Linked DNA regions of Ovis aries: region 2 is linked to region 1. Evidence: chromatin contacts called from public Hi-C data. All regions are on one chromosome and are shown on one strand. The core of a region is the stretch at or near the end of the contact, and the rest is flanking DNA. Distances in the headings are between cores, read along the strand shown.

What was found. Hi-C and Micro-C count contacts between places; a contact is called where the count stands out from the background.
Region 2: a Hi-C map of hypothalamus shows a contact between it and region 1, with 5 times the contacts expected there. The contact joins two enhancer-like sites. A contact is called at or near these places in 11 of 16 Hi-C or Micro-C datasets (blood, hypothalamus, liver and 4 more).

What each region holds. Positions count from the first base shown.
Region 1 is chr2:105,240,255-105,245,992 of ARS-UI_Ramb_v3.0, reverse strand. No RefSeq gene overlaps it. Among named protein-coding and RNA genes, the nearest start is that of FAM167A, 35 kb to the left of the region's middle. Within about 2 kb of position 2,587, at least 9 of the 54 cell types and tissues checked have an H3K27ac peak or open chromatin away from gene starts, as enhancers often do. A contact at or near this core is called in hypothalamus, where this site is marked.
Region 2 is chr2:105,338,765-105,345,172 of ARS-UI_Ramb_v3.0, reverse strand. It overlaps BLK (BLK proto-oncogene, Src family tyrosine kinase), which reads right to left. Exons shown (of 12, transcript XM_042243550.2): 3 at 6,301-6,394; 4 at 5,339-5,437; 5 at 4,257-4,360; 6 at 124-270. The coding sequence starts at 6,335. Among named protein-coding and RNA genes, the nearest start is that of BLK, 42 kb to the right of the region's middle. Within about 2 kb of position 1,517, at least 7 of the 54 cell types and tissues checked have an H3K27ac peak or open chromatin away from gene starts, as enhancers often do. A contact at or near this core is called in hypothalamus, where this site is marked.

The DNA of each region.
Region 1 (5,738 bases), core at 1,338-3,837:
TGTCCTGCGCTGTGTGCTAAGTCGCTTCAGTCCTGTCTGACTCTTTGCGACCGCGTGTAGCCCTCTAGGCTCCTTTGAGATTCTCCAGGTAAGAATACTGGAGTGGAGGGCCATTTCCTCCTCCAGAGGGTCTTCCCGACCCAGGGCTTAAACCCAAGTCTCTTGCATCTCTGGCATAGGCAGGCAGGTTCTTTACCACTAGCGCCACGTGGGAAGCCCCTCCCTCTCCTGCATTAAACACTTCAAACGTGACTGGATTCAGAATACTTGGGTCAAACTCAGAGCACAGCTGGATAGTGGACCCACAGGACGTATATTTCAAATCACAACTCCATCATCCAGGTACGTTGCCTCGCATTACTGTCCCATGTGGAGAATTTGTGTCAAACTCATTCAACATCTCAAGCAGTGGTCCTCAAAATGAAGGCCGCATAAAGCACCACCTGGAGCAGCCGATGCAAATGCGTATTCCCAGGAAATTCCTGGGCTCTGCTCAAGGGTCCTGGTGTGCAGCTCTGACTTAGGGCCTAGGAATCTGTTCTAACAAACACCCCCGTGAGACCAGCATAGGTGGTCCACAGACACTTAAGCCTGCAAAGGAACAAAGCAGACAGGGAAGGCATGCTTGATTTACTTTGGGACCTGCTGCGGGACACCCTTTAGATACTTCGGAGGTGAAACCAGCAGGGCCCACCGGTGGCTGGAGACTAAGGCTGGCTCCCTGGTCAGCAGCTGGATGGGGGTTGCTGTTTACTGAGATGAGAAAATTTGAGGGGCGCACAAGTCAGGAGACGGGCAACATTAACAGTTCCATCTCAGTTCTGTTATATTTAAATGTCTATCAAACGTCCAAGCAGGAAGTGAGTAGGTGCCAGGCTGCAAGAACTTGGACTGCAGGAAAAGACCAATGTTGGATGCATAAATTGGGGAACCTGGATTTGGGTGTTTGGGTGATATTGAAAAGCACCATACCCAGATAAACTCGTTTAGGAAGAAAGTGTTGACTAAATTACAACACCCTAGGGACTCCAGCATCTAGGGTTCTGATAGAGAAGGAACAGTCCAAGGAGACTTAGAAAGACCAGCTGGTAAAGTACAGGGGAAAACAGATGAAAGAGGCAAATGTGTCAAGGAGAGTGTCGTCAATATCGACTGCTGTGGAGAAATTAAAGAAAAGGTACACACAGAGAGAAACAGTGTTTTCAAGCAAGACAGAGCCCATTTGTCCTTTATTACAGCAACAATAGCCCTTTCAGATCAGGGGTAACACAGAAGTCCAGTTGTGTGGGTTGAGGACAAAATGGAAAGTGAAGAAATGGATTGTTTCAAGTTGGTTTGCTGTAAAGGGAGCTGAGAAATAGGAGCGTCATGACTTCAAAGTCATGAAGTCAGGGAAACAATTTTTGGTTTCCTTGAAACAGTGTATAACAAAATAAATGCATAATAACAAAATAAATGCATGATAGAGTATTAATTGTACAGTAACTGTATCACAATAAAATGTATAATAAAGGTGCTGGCATAATATATAATAGAATAAAGGTGCTGACAATCTGTTAGGAAAGAAGAAATGGATGGTGCAAGAGAGAGAAGAAAGTAATTGTAACAGTGAAGTTCTTAAGGAGGAGAGGAGGGGAATGTCAGCGTGTAAGTGGGGGAGCCGGGCTGGAAGGGAAGCAAAGACCCTCCTTTCACTGTCGTGAGAGGAAAGATTGAAGATGAGTGGCTTAAGGAATCTCTGGTCGGAAGAGGAGGAGAGGCCTATTGGATCCTTCCTATTGTCCTTGTAAAACAGGAGAGTGAGTTGGAGTTGGTGGAATGTTGAAAGTCTGGGAAGAAAGTTTTGAAATAATTATCTCATCAGGTGGGCCTGTTCATTTACTAGGAAGAGTAGTGGAACCATCCGGCAGTGTTGGCTCCCCATTTGAAACTTGTGGCCTTTCAGGGTGATGCAGATCCTGTGAATGAGGTTGTGTGTGTGTGTGTGTGTGTGTGTGTGTGTGTGTGTGTGTGTGTTCCCTCCAGCAATGGTTAGATGCTGCAGCGTACACAAAGAGCAGGCACAGTGGCGAGGGGGTGTGCCAGGCAGGTACACGGGAGGATGGGGAAGCACAAGTTAAAGTGTTTTGCAAAAGAGCAACCAGTGTTGAATCAAGGAGTCCCAACTGAGTAAGGAGGGAAGAGGGAACACGGAGATGCAGCAGTGGAGTGCTGGGACCACAGCTGGAGGTCCAGGCGCCATCTGGGACTCTGCGTGACAGGGCTGGTGGAGAAAGCCTGGACAGGTAGTGATCAGAGTGTGGGGACAGTGCAGGTTCGTCTTCCAGAGGCCCAGCCTGACGCTATGTTAGCTGCCTGGTGGCTCTGGCTAAGTGCGTGCTACATGCATAGGCGATGTTGGTCAAGACCGAGAGCCCCGTGCAGACCTCACCCGGCTTATTTAGAAAGGGGCCTTTGTGCTCAGTCGACAGCGTTCCCCTTGGCTTCTCTGCAATAGCAGAGCATCGCTCACTGTAACTCCCTGTCAAAGTCCCGAGTCTGAGACTGTGATGGCTGGGGAAGAGGGGCTGGGGGAGCGCACAGTGGCGGCCCCAGCAGGACACACAGGCCAAGTACAACCAGGGACCTATCTGATGGGAATCTGATTGGAACCACTCAGACACATGGAAGGTTTCAGACGAGGCTATTTTTAAATACCCCGTTCACAGGCTCAAAGCAAACACTGGTTGAGACAGCTAGGCGGTCTCCGAGGGAAGTTGATTCAGGAAGAGAAACCTCAAACACTGGAGTGCTCTGGACAGTAGTCACCCACACTCATGGCAAAGAGATAAGTCCTTTGGGGATGTTTCCCAACCGGCAGGGACAGGCGCCTATAGTGGATGGAAATTCCCTGGGAAGTGATCCGGCAAGGCATGGTCCAGCTCTGCAGGACTGGAGTGTGTTTATTTCCTAGACCATCTTATCAGACAGGGAGCCCCTCAGTCATGCTTCTTCCAGCCCCTTCCTCCCAACATGGGGACAACTGAAGCCTGAAAAAGGACCCAAGGGACTCTGCCTCCCTCAAGGAAACTCCCTCCCGAGGGGGACCCAGGCACCCACCCACTGCCCTCGAGCCTCACCTGGTCAGGGTGCCCCATCTGGTGGAATAAGACTGAGGCAGAACAAGGGCTCTTCCTCTCCTATCCTGTTGCACCAGTCAGGGTGGGTGGGAAGTGGAATTGTCCCAGCATCCCAAGCTGGGGAGGACTTGACCCAGGGCGTCCGGGCTTACAGAACCTTTGGAAGAGTCAGGCTGTTTTAAGACGTGATTCCCAGAGCTGCTCTGCATTCCAGCAGGCAAACTTTTGGGCTCCGGCAATACTGGAGTGGGTGATTCTCAAGAGGTCTTCTGTCTGCCTCTCTGCCTGCTGACACCACTGGGTTTTTACTCACACAAACCACCCCCCCCCCCACCAACAGAAGATGTGTGAGTTTCCCACCCCTATCAATTCTTCAGATACCAACTGGGTGTTCTACATCTTAATTTCGACACTGTCCACACACAAAATGTTGTTCCCTATATCCCCCACTCCCAACCATTGTAGCCTCAGCTCAGCTGTCTACACCTCTCTCTAAGGAAAGACTGAATGTACCATCCTAAAGACGTGACATGGTGCCCAGGAAGTGAAAAGGGATGCTCTGAAAGCAGGTTTCTGTTAAATGTTTTCAGCCGCTTCTGTTTCTAGCAGAGGAGACACAGAGTCTTCCTGAGTGGTCCCTTTCAGAAAAGTGTATCTGAGGGACTCACTGACCATCCCCCTGGGGGAGGAGAGCCAGGAGTCTCTGTGCTGTTGGCTGCCTGGGAGGGGTGGGCAAACTGCACCCACACAAGAAACCTCCTGAAGAAAATGACCTTGACGCCTCTACAGCTTCAAAAGGACCTCTAAGGCTGAATGCCTGGCTCCTTCATAGGAACACAGATGTGCAGTGAGGCATGCACCCCAGGGGCTGGGACCCAGGAGGAAGTGACCGCACGGCTTCAAGGGACAAAGCAGGGAGCAAGAAGCAGCCTTGGGGAGTGATGAGTCTTAGGGAAGAAGGGACAGGAGAGAGACTTGCCCTGGTGGAATGGGGCTAGAAGTCAGTCATATACCGTCAGAAGAGCATGGCTTTATATCAACCCCAAGCTGCAGGTGGGGCACACCATATGCTGTCAGAGTCAGGTGGCATTAGCAATCCGAGCACGAGTTTTTTCTTCTCCTGTCCTGCGAACAAAGAAGCAGGTCCAAGAGCCGGAGTGGCTGACCCCTGCCACCGTCTGGGTGATGCAGAACTGGGAATGGACCAAGGCCTCCTAACTCATCTTGGCTCTTCCCAGCACCCTCTCTTCCCCGAAGAACCTTGCCTCTGGACTCACACAGAGAAGGAGGTCTGAGAAAACAAATCTGGGAAGTTCTTCCCCTGGTACTGTAAATAATTTTTTTTTTTCAGATTTTTAATATGGAGTTTGGTGGTTCAGATGGTGAAGAATCCACCTGCAATGTGGGAGACCCAGGTTTGATCCCTGGGTTGGAAAGATCCCCTGGAGAAGGGAATGGCAACCCACTCCAGTATTCTTGCCTGGACAATCCCATGGACAGAGGAGCCTGGTGGGCTACAGTCCATGGAATCGCAAAGAATCAAACAGGACTGAGCGACTAACACTTATTGAGTTAAGGAAATCCTAAAATGCCCCCTGCTGGAGAGACAGAGGAATCTACTAATACGTGGTTTGTTGTCCAAAGACTGTAGCATCAAGAATTTACACCTTGATATTTCCATTTATGATCGTCATCACTGTACATATTTGGTGGAAAATTCAAAGTTCAAATGCTATTTCCATCACTCAAAAATGGAAATCTCTAGTTGGAATACACTGTCACAATTAAATTAAATTCTACCAATACTTTTTAGTATTTGTGCCAGGCAATATGCCAATTCTAGGAAAGCAAGGTGACTGGAAGCTGAAGGTTTATATGGCTCCCTGGTTTTATCCATGCCATCTCAACAGAGATTCATGTTTTGTGTCAATTTTAGAAATCTGTATGACCTTGGGATAAGCAAAGATCTTTTAATATAAAAACGCCAAAAAAAAAAAAAAAACCAAACCAAAAAATTTTAACAAATTGGACTTTATCAAAATGTAAAACTTCTGATCTTTGAGAAGAGATTGCTTATGGAAAAATGAACCACAAACTGGGAGAAAGTATTCTCAATATATATGTCTGACAAAGAACTCGTAGCCAGAAAATTTTAAAAAAGCTTCTTAGAACTCAGTAATAAAAAGACAACTTAATTTTTTGATGTGCAAAAAAATTCAAACACACCCTTCACAGGAAAACAAGTGGCCAGCAAGCACGTGAAAAGATGCTCAACACCGCCTGTCATCAGGGAAATGAAAACTAAACCCACAACGGTGCACCACCTCCCAGGCTTCCCAGGGGGCGCTAGTGGTAAAGAACTTGCCTGCCGATGCAAGAGACCTAAGAGATGCGGGCTCAGTCCCGGGCTTGGGAAGATCCCCTGGAGGAGGGCATGGCAACCCACTCCAGTATTCCTGCCTGGAGAATCCCCGTGGACGGAGGAGCCTGGCAGGCTACAGCCCATGGGGTCGCAAAGAGTCGGACACGACTGAAACGACGTAGCACGCATGCGTACCGCTTCACGCCCGTGAGAAACACTAAAAAAGACTAGTAACACCAACTGTTGATGATGTGGAG
Region 2 (6,408 bases), core at 268-2,767, 100 kb before region 1:
AATCCTCCACCCCTCTGCCCAAACAGCAGCAATGGTTCATGCGATCTTGAGAACTCAGTGATGGGGAGACACGAGGGCTCCTCTGGCACAGCCCAGGCCTCTGTCAGATGCCCCCCCTCTTACTGGAATAGTGCTGCACCAGAGCCTGCAGCGTGGGGAAGGCGTTCCGGGGGGAGATGTAATAGCCGCCTTCATCCAGGGAGCGGATCTTATAGTGTTTGATCACCTCCCCGTGCGTGGTCACATCCTTCACAGACAGCGAAAAGGCACCTAGAGGGTTAACAAAGACATACGCGTGAGAAGACACAAAGGGAAAACCAGGATTGGGATTTGGGGCTTCATTTCAAGGCCTTGGAAAAGTGCTGTTAGTTGCTCAGTTGTGCCAACTCTTTTGAGACCCCCATGGATTGTAGCCCTCCAGGCTCCTCTGTCCAGGAAATTTTTCAGGCAAGAATACTGGAGTAGGTAGCCGTTCCCTTCTCCGGGGGATCTTCCTGACCCAGAGATCAAACCCAAGTCTCCCACATTGCAGGCAAGTTCCCCCAGTTCTGCTTTCCATTTTGACCATCATCAGTTACCTTTTTCTTCATCTCACCCTCCACCCTCCTGGAAGCCTTTCCTGTCAGCTCATCCTAACTCTGTCCTTGGCATTCCTCCTCAAATCTCCTGAAACTGCTCCGGAACTCTGGAGCATGCAGAATGCTCTCTTAGCCATCAGGCTGTTCCCCTTCTTGGGCACCTGAGGACCCTTTGCCCCGGAATATTTAGATACAGAGTTTTTGGAGGGACTAGGAGATTGACTCATTCCTTCCTTCATTCCGTGGAAAGATCGACTCTGCCCCACATGCAATAGCAAATTACAACCCGAAGCACTCCTGTCCATGGGGAAGAGCATAATAAGACACAACCCAGGGCTTCTGTTCAAATCCATACGCACGTCTACGTATCCTGTTTTCTTCAGTCGGCGGTTGCAGATGCCAAGGGTTAAGAGCAATTTAGGAGGCAAGAGTTTCCAGCTGAGAAATTTTCCATGAACTTGATATCTTTATAAGGCGCCTCTGTTCAGTTCTCTGGGTGCCACATACTTCCACTTTGATTTGCTAAACGAGAAACCTGAGGCCCAGAACGGGGATTCGCTTGCCCCAGGGCCCTTGGCTGATCAGTGGTTAGCCTGGGGGCTCCCGTGACCGTACTAAAGGCGCGCCGGCAGTACTAGCCTCCGCCACCAGGTGTCAGGCTTGGGCACGTCTTGTCCTGGGCGTGGGCGCTTGATTTTTGCCCTGCGCTGTTTGTCTTCAGGCGTCTTTCCTCCCGTATCAGACTATCACCCCATCTCAAATCCCTTCTCCCCTTCCTTGGCCATTGCGCCTCTCTCATCGCCCACCTGCAAAAGGATGTGGAGAGACCGCGCGTCCTGTGGCGTGCCCTGCCGCTGACACAGCCCGCCCCTCGTATCCTACCCCAGCCCAACCTGCAGGCTGCAAAGCGTCTTCCCGACTTCACCCCTGGTGAGTGCAGCAAGCTCGGGTATCGCAGGAACCAGAGGGAGGCGCTAGTGAGTACGTTCATCCACGCACCACCCTGGCGAGGAAAAGAGCGATCTTCTCCATTCCCGGCTGCTGTTCCCGGCTTGTGATGCCTCCAGATCAGCCAAGGAGGCCCGAGTCTCTTCCTCCAGTGCCGCGGCAGCCTCTCTGCTGTGTGGGCTCCTCTCAGGGCCCGTCCCTAATGTCTTTTTTACAATTTGGCATTCCTTCTTCTTAAAGCGGGCCTCAGTCCATCCTGTTCACAAGATCTGGATCCCCTGTCCTGCCTCCACCCTGCGGCTGGAATGCGCTGGGACCCGGGGCTGGGCTCCCAGAGACAGATTTTCGTAAAGGCCACCTGTCCTTGAAGTGGGAAACTAGTCAGTTCCAACATACATACCAATAAAGTTAGTCTCGAGAAGCTAAGGGATGTTCTGGAGACCTCTTAGGTTAGAACTCACTGCCCGCCTTCCGGGAGCAGTGTTCCTTCTTCCCACCTGAAGAGGCTTTGGATTTCCGCGGAGCGTGTGCGCATGTGTATAGAGGGGTCTTGCGAGGGGTCTTGCGAAGGGTCTTCTAGCCCCTGCTCCAACTGGCCAACCCCAGCCTGGACTAGCTGTGGGGTGGGGGGCAAGGACAGGAGGAGACACCCCACCTTTAGCGATCCTTTCCTCCTTCACACTGAGGTTGGGGTGGCTTTCCCTCCAGAGGGCCCCTTAGCAACAGGCAGCCATTGAAACATCATTTCCTGGTGAAATGACGTGATGTCTGGCATTTGCTTCAAAGTAATGGGGCTGGGGATGTACGTGAAATCAGATTAGCTGGGTTGATTATTGTTGAAGCCGAGTGTTGAGTACAGGGGTTCCATTTACTATTTGCTTTACTTGTGTGTGTGTTTGAAATATTCTACAGCAAACAAAACATCTAGTCCTCTTCACCCTGTTTGGGAAGTTCTCCTCCATCTGCCCAGTGTTAGGTCTGTTTGGCACAGTTTAGAGCTCGTGAAAATTTTCAGAGCCTCTCAGATGATTGGGCTCTGATGCTTGTTCACTGTTGGTCTAGAGTGAGTCACTTCTTCCCTCAGTTTCCCCATCTTTCAAATGGGGATATTGGCCCAGTATCTCAAAGATGGAAGGCTAGAGGCAAACCCACTAGGAAGCATATCCCTCAAGGTTCACAGCAGCACCTTTATAACAGCCCCAAACTGGAAACAACCCCAATTCCACCAGTGTGGAGAAAGAGCTTGTGGAATATTCATATCCTGGATTCTGTTTAGCTGTCAAAGTGAGCAGATTATTGCTGTTGCCTCAACTACACAAATGCATCTGTGATGGACGGAATTGTGTCCCCCATCCCTGTTAATTCCTATGTTCAAGTCCTATACCTCAGTGATGTGACTATCTTTGGAAATAGGGCCTTTAAAGAGGAGGTTACATTATTGAGGTGGGTCCTGATCCACGCAACTGGCGTGCTTATGAGAGGGGATGAGGACGCAGACATATGCCGAGGGATGACCACATGAGGATACAGGGAGAAGACGGCCACCTACAAGCCAGGGAGAGAGGCCTCAGGGGGAACCAACCCTGCTGACAGCTCGACCTTAGATTCCTGGCCTCTGGACCTGTGGGAAAGCACAGGTCTGCTGTTTAAGCCTCTCAGTTCCCAGTACTTTACTACAGAAGGCCTAGCAAACAAATACAGAATTTTACAATGTTGAGTGAAAGGAATAAGACACAAAAACTAAAATGGCTTGATCTCATTTGTATAATAAAGGTGAAAAACAGATGAAACACGGGTGGTAAAACTATAACGAAAGGCAAGGAAGGGCTTCCATCAAAGTCAGGATAGCGGTGGCTTCTCTGCGGGTGGGAAGGTGAATCAGGAAGGGGAACCAGTGGGGCAGTGAGAGGGGCTCTGGGCATCTGGAATATTCTTGCTCTTGTGGTTACACAGATGTTTACTTATTATTTATAATTATTATACTCATTTATATTTATAATACTATAATACTTTAATACTATATTTATATTTATAATTATTATACTTATTATTTATAATTCTGCTCTTGTTCATAATTTATGCAATTTTTAGATGTGTTTTATACTTGATAGCCAAAAGCACTTTAAGAAGGAAAGACAGAAAACTAACGACAGAAAGAGAAAGCCCGGTGACCGAGAGTGGGGGCAGAAACACTCCCCTTGGTCATTGGGTTTAAATCTGGGAGTCCCCCCAGTTCTCATGATCACTACCCGCTTCTTTTGTATCACAGGCTGTGCCCCAAACTTCCGATGCCTCCCAGGCTCTTGCAAGTGTCTGAGTCACAGCCTCTGACTGAGATGATCTCTAAAGATTCTTTCAAATCCTTTGATTCCGGATGGGTCACCCGCCTTTCCGCACCCCCCCCAGCCTCAGCGCTCCCCCTGGCCCAGGCGGTGTGAGACCGGCCCTCAGTGGCTGGAGCAGCTCTCTGACTCCCTCCCCGATCCCCCACCTGTGTTGCCTGCATTTCTAGCCGGGTCTTGGGAGAGCTGTCCGTGTGCACAGCCTCAAGGTCAAATACTGGATACTCATGGGCTGTCCTGGCTGGCCTGATGTGGCGGGGACTCCCAGGTGGAAGCTATCAGATTCTCCTGGCTGGCACCTCTCCTGCCCCCCACCCAACTCCCAAAAGGAAGGCCATAGGTGGGGGTCCCCGGCTGCATGGCGAGGGCAGCAGGGCCCCAGGGTTACCTTTGCTGGTTTCACTCTCTCTAATAAGAAAGGCGCCAGCCTTATTGACTGGAGCCAGAAGCTGCCTCTCGGCATCTCTCCGGCAAATGGATCTAAAGAACCACCTGGAAAGGAAAAGCACAAAGGCAGGCAGAGCTGAGTGTGGCCATGTTCCTGGGGATCTTGTCACCCAAGCCCCTTCCCCCTTGAGATACAGTGTGTTCCTGTTGCGAACCTGACCCTGAGCTGAAACCCCCGTATCTTGATACATGAAATCCCCTCAGTCCCTTTCCCTCCTGTCAGCAATGGACATGGTGTTTCCTTGACAAGAAATGAGAATGGAGTTTGGTGCCCTTCATTAATTTTGCTCTGGGTAAATGCACCCGACACCTTCCCCTACAGCCCACCCTCCCTGCGGTCGGTCTCCAGTGCTCCTTGAGCGTGGCTGGTTGAGGTGGACCTGCCCTAGCCTCACCCTGGTCCAAGGAAAGGCCCAGGACTGGGTGTGCTGGGCAAGGAGCCCTCCCGAGGGTGAGCATCACCGGACGGGCACACCGGGCGAGGCTGCTAGCCTGTTCCAGCTAAGGAATGTGACAGACTCTGAGCTCCTTCAGGGGAGGGGCCGTGTCGTAGTCGGTTTGGCGTCCTCCCCAGTCCTGGGCAGAGCCGGGCTCTGGCCCTGGTTGCTCGGGGCTCTAATGCCTGAGGCCGTGGCGGGTGCCGTGTGCTTGTGAGTGATGAGGATACTGTGCCCAGGCTCTCCTGTAAGGCCCCCATCCTGTGAGTCCCCCGAGGTGTGAGCCCTGAGTCCTGCCCCCTGGAGGCAGGGGAGGAGGCTGGCTGGTTAAGGGCGTCCCTATCAGGTTAGCCAGGAAATGGGCAGCTCTCACTTCACAGATGGGAGGCGTGCGTAGGCTCCCTGGTGACGTTTAAACGCTGTCTGGGATTTCAGACAAGCCTTTCCCAGCGACTCCAAGTCCCCACCCCCGTCCTGTGCCCTCCGCGCTGGGTTCACACCCTGCTCTGCTTTTTAGCTGCTTTCTGGCTCCATCCTGCCTGGAACAGAGCAGCCAGCACACCTGCGGGGCTGTCTGTCCACCTACTTTTCTACTTCCAGGGTCTCTACCCGGGCCACAAAGTTGCTGGGCACGTAGCCTTCTCTTCCCGTGATGAGAGACTTGGCCAACCACCAGTCTCCGGTTCTAGGAAGGAAAGAGAAACAGAATGGGCGGTGACTCTCGCGGGCCTCTCCCTGGGTAGCTCGCAGCCCACAGCAGCGTCTCAGGCAGAGAACTTGAGAGGCAGACAGTCGAGTGGAGAGAAGGGACGGGGGCCAGTGGCTCAGTCCCTGAGGTGTCCAGGTCATTTCCAACTTGCAAGCTTCCTTCCAGGGAAGAAGGGGACAATGCGGCCTCCAGGGGAGGTGTATCTACACAGCCTGGTTCACCCAAGAGGCGCCCAGTCTTCTAGTGAGCAGCCTCCTCTCAATTAACGGGACACTTTTAGAGTTTAGGGAGTAAGTTTGCACTGGATGGGAAAGACAGAAACAAGAAGGGCGGCTAAGAAAGGACGAACCAAGAGCCATTCTGCTCTTGGCTGGAGGCCCTCATAGGACTTCGAGAACAAAAGCAGCTCCCAGGCTGCACAGGACAAGCATGGTGTTTGAAGCAGAGTTTCGACTTTGGAGGAGTTTCTGAGAAGAAATCCGGGATAAATCTGGACACAACTGACTCCAACCCAGAGCTGTGATGGGGCAGTCAGGCAGGCACTGTGGGTGTCAGGAGGGCTGCATGGAGGAGGTGACATTAGAGGAGGGTCTTGAAGGAAGGATAGGATTTTGACAGCAGAGCAGGAGGTAGTGAATAGGAACCACCTCACCAGGAAGACTTTTAAAAAGTGCATGGAGGAAAGGTGATTGGGTCAAGTTTAAGAAAGTGCTGGGTGACTGGGCTGGGGGGAGGGGGCAGGGCACTGGAGAAGTTATTCAGGAGGCAGCTGTGGGGTGTCGGGGTGGGGAGAGGGGAGGGGGTCCTGCAGCGGCAGGGACGGGGTCCTGGACACTTACTCCTTCAGGATCTGCAGCTTCTCCCCCCTCAGCATCTGCAGGTCCCGGTCGTTCGTGGCCTTATAGTCATACAGGGCCACCACGAAGTGATTCTCTAAAGGGAACAGA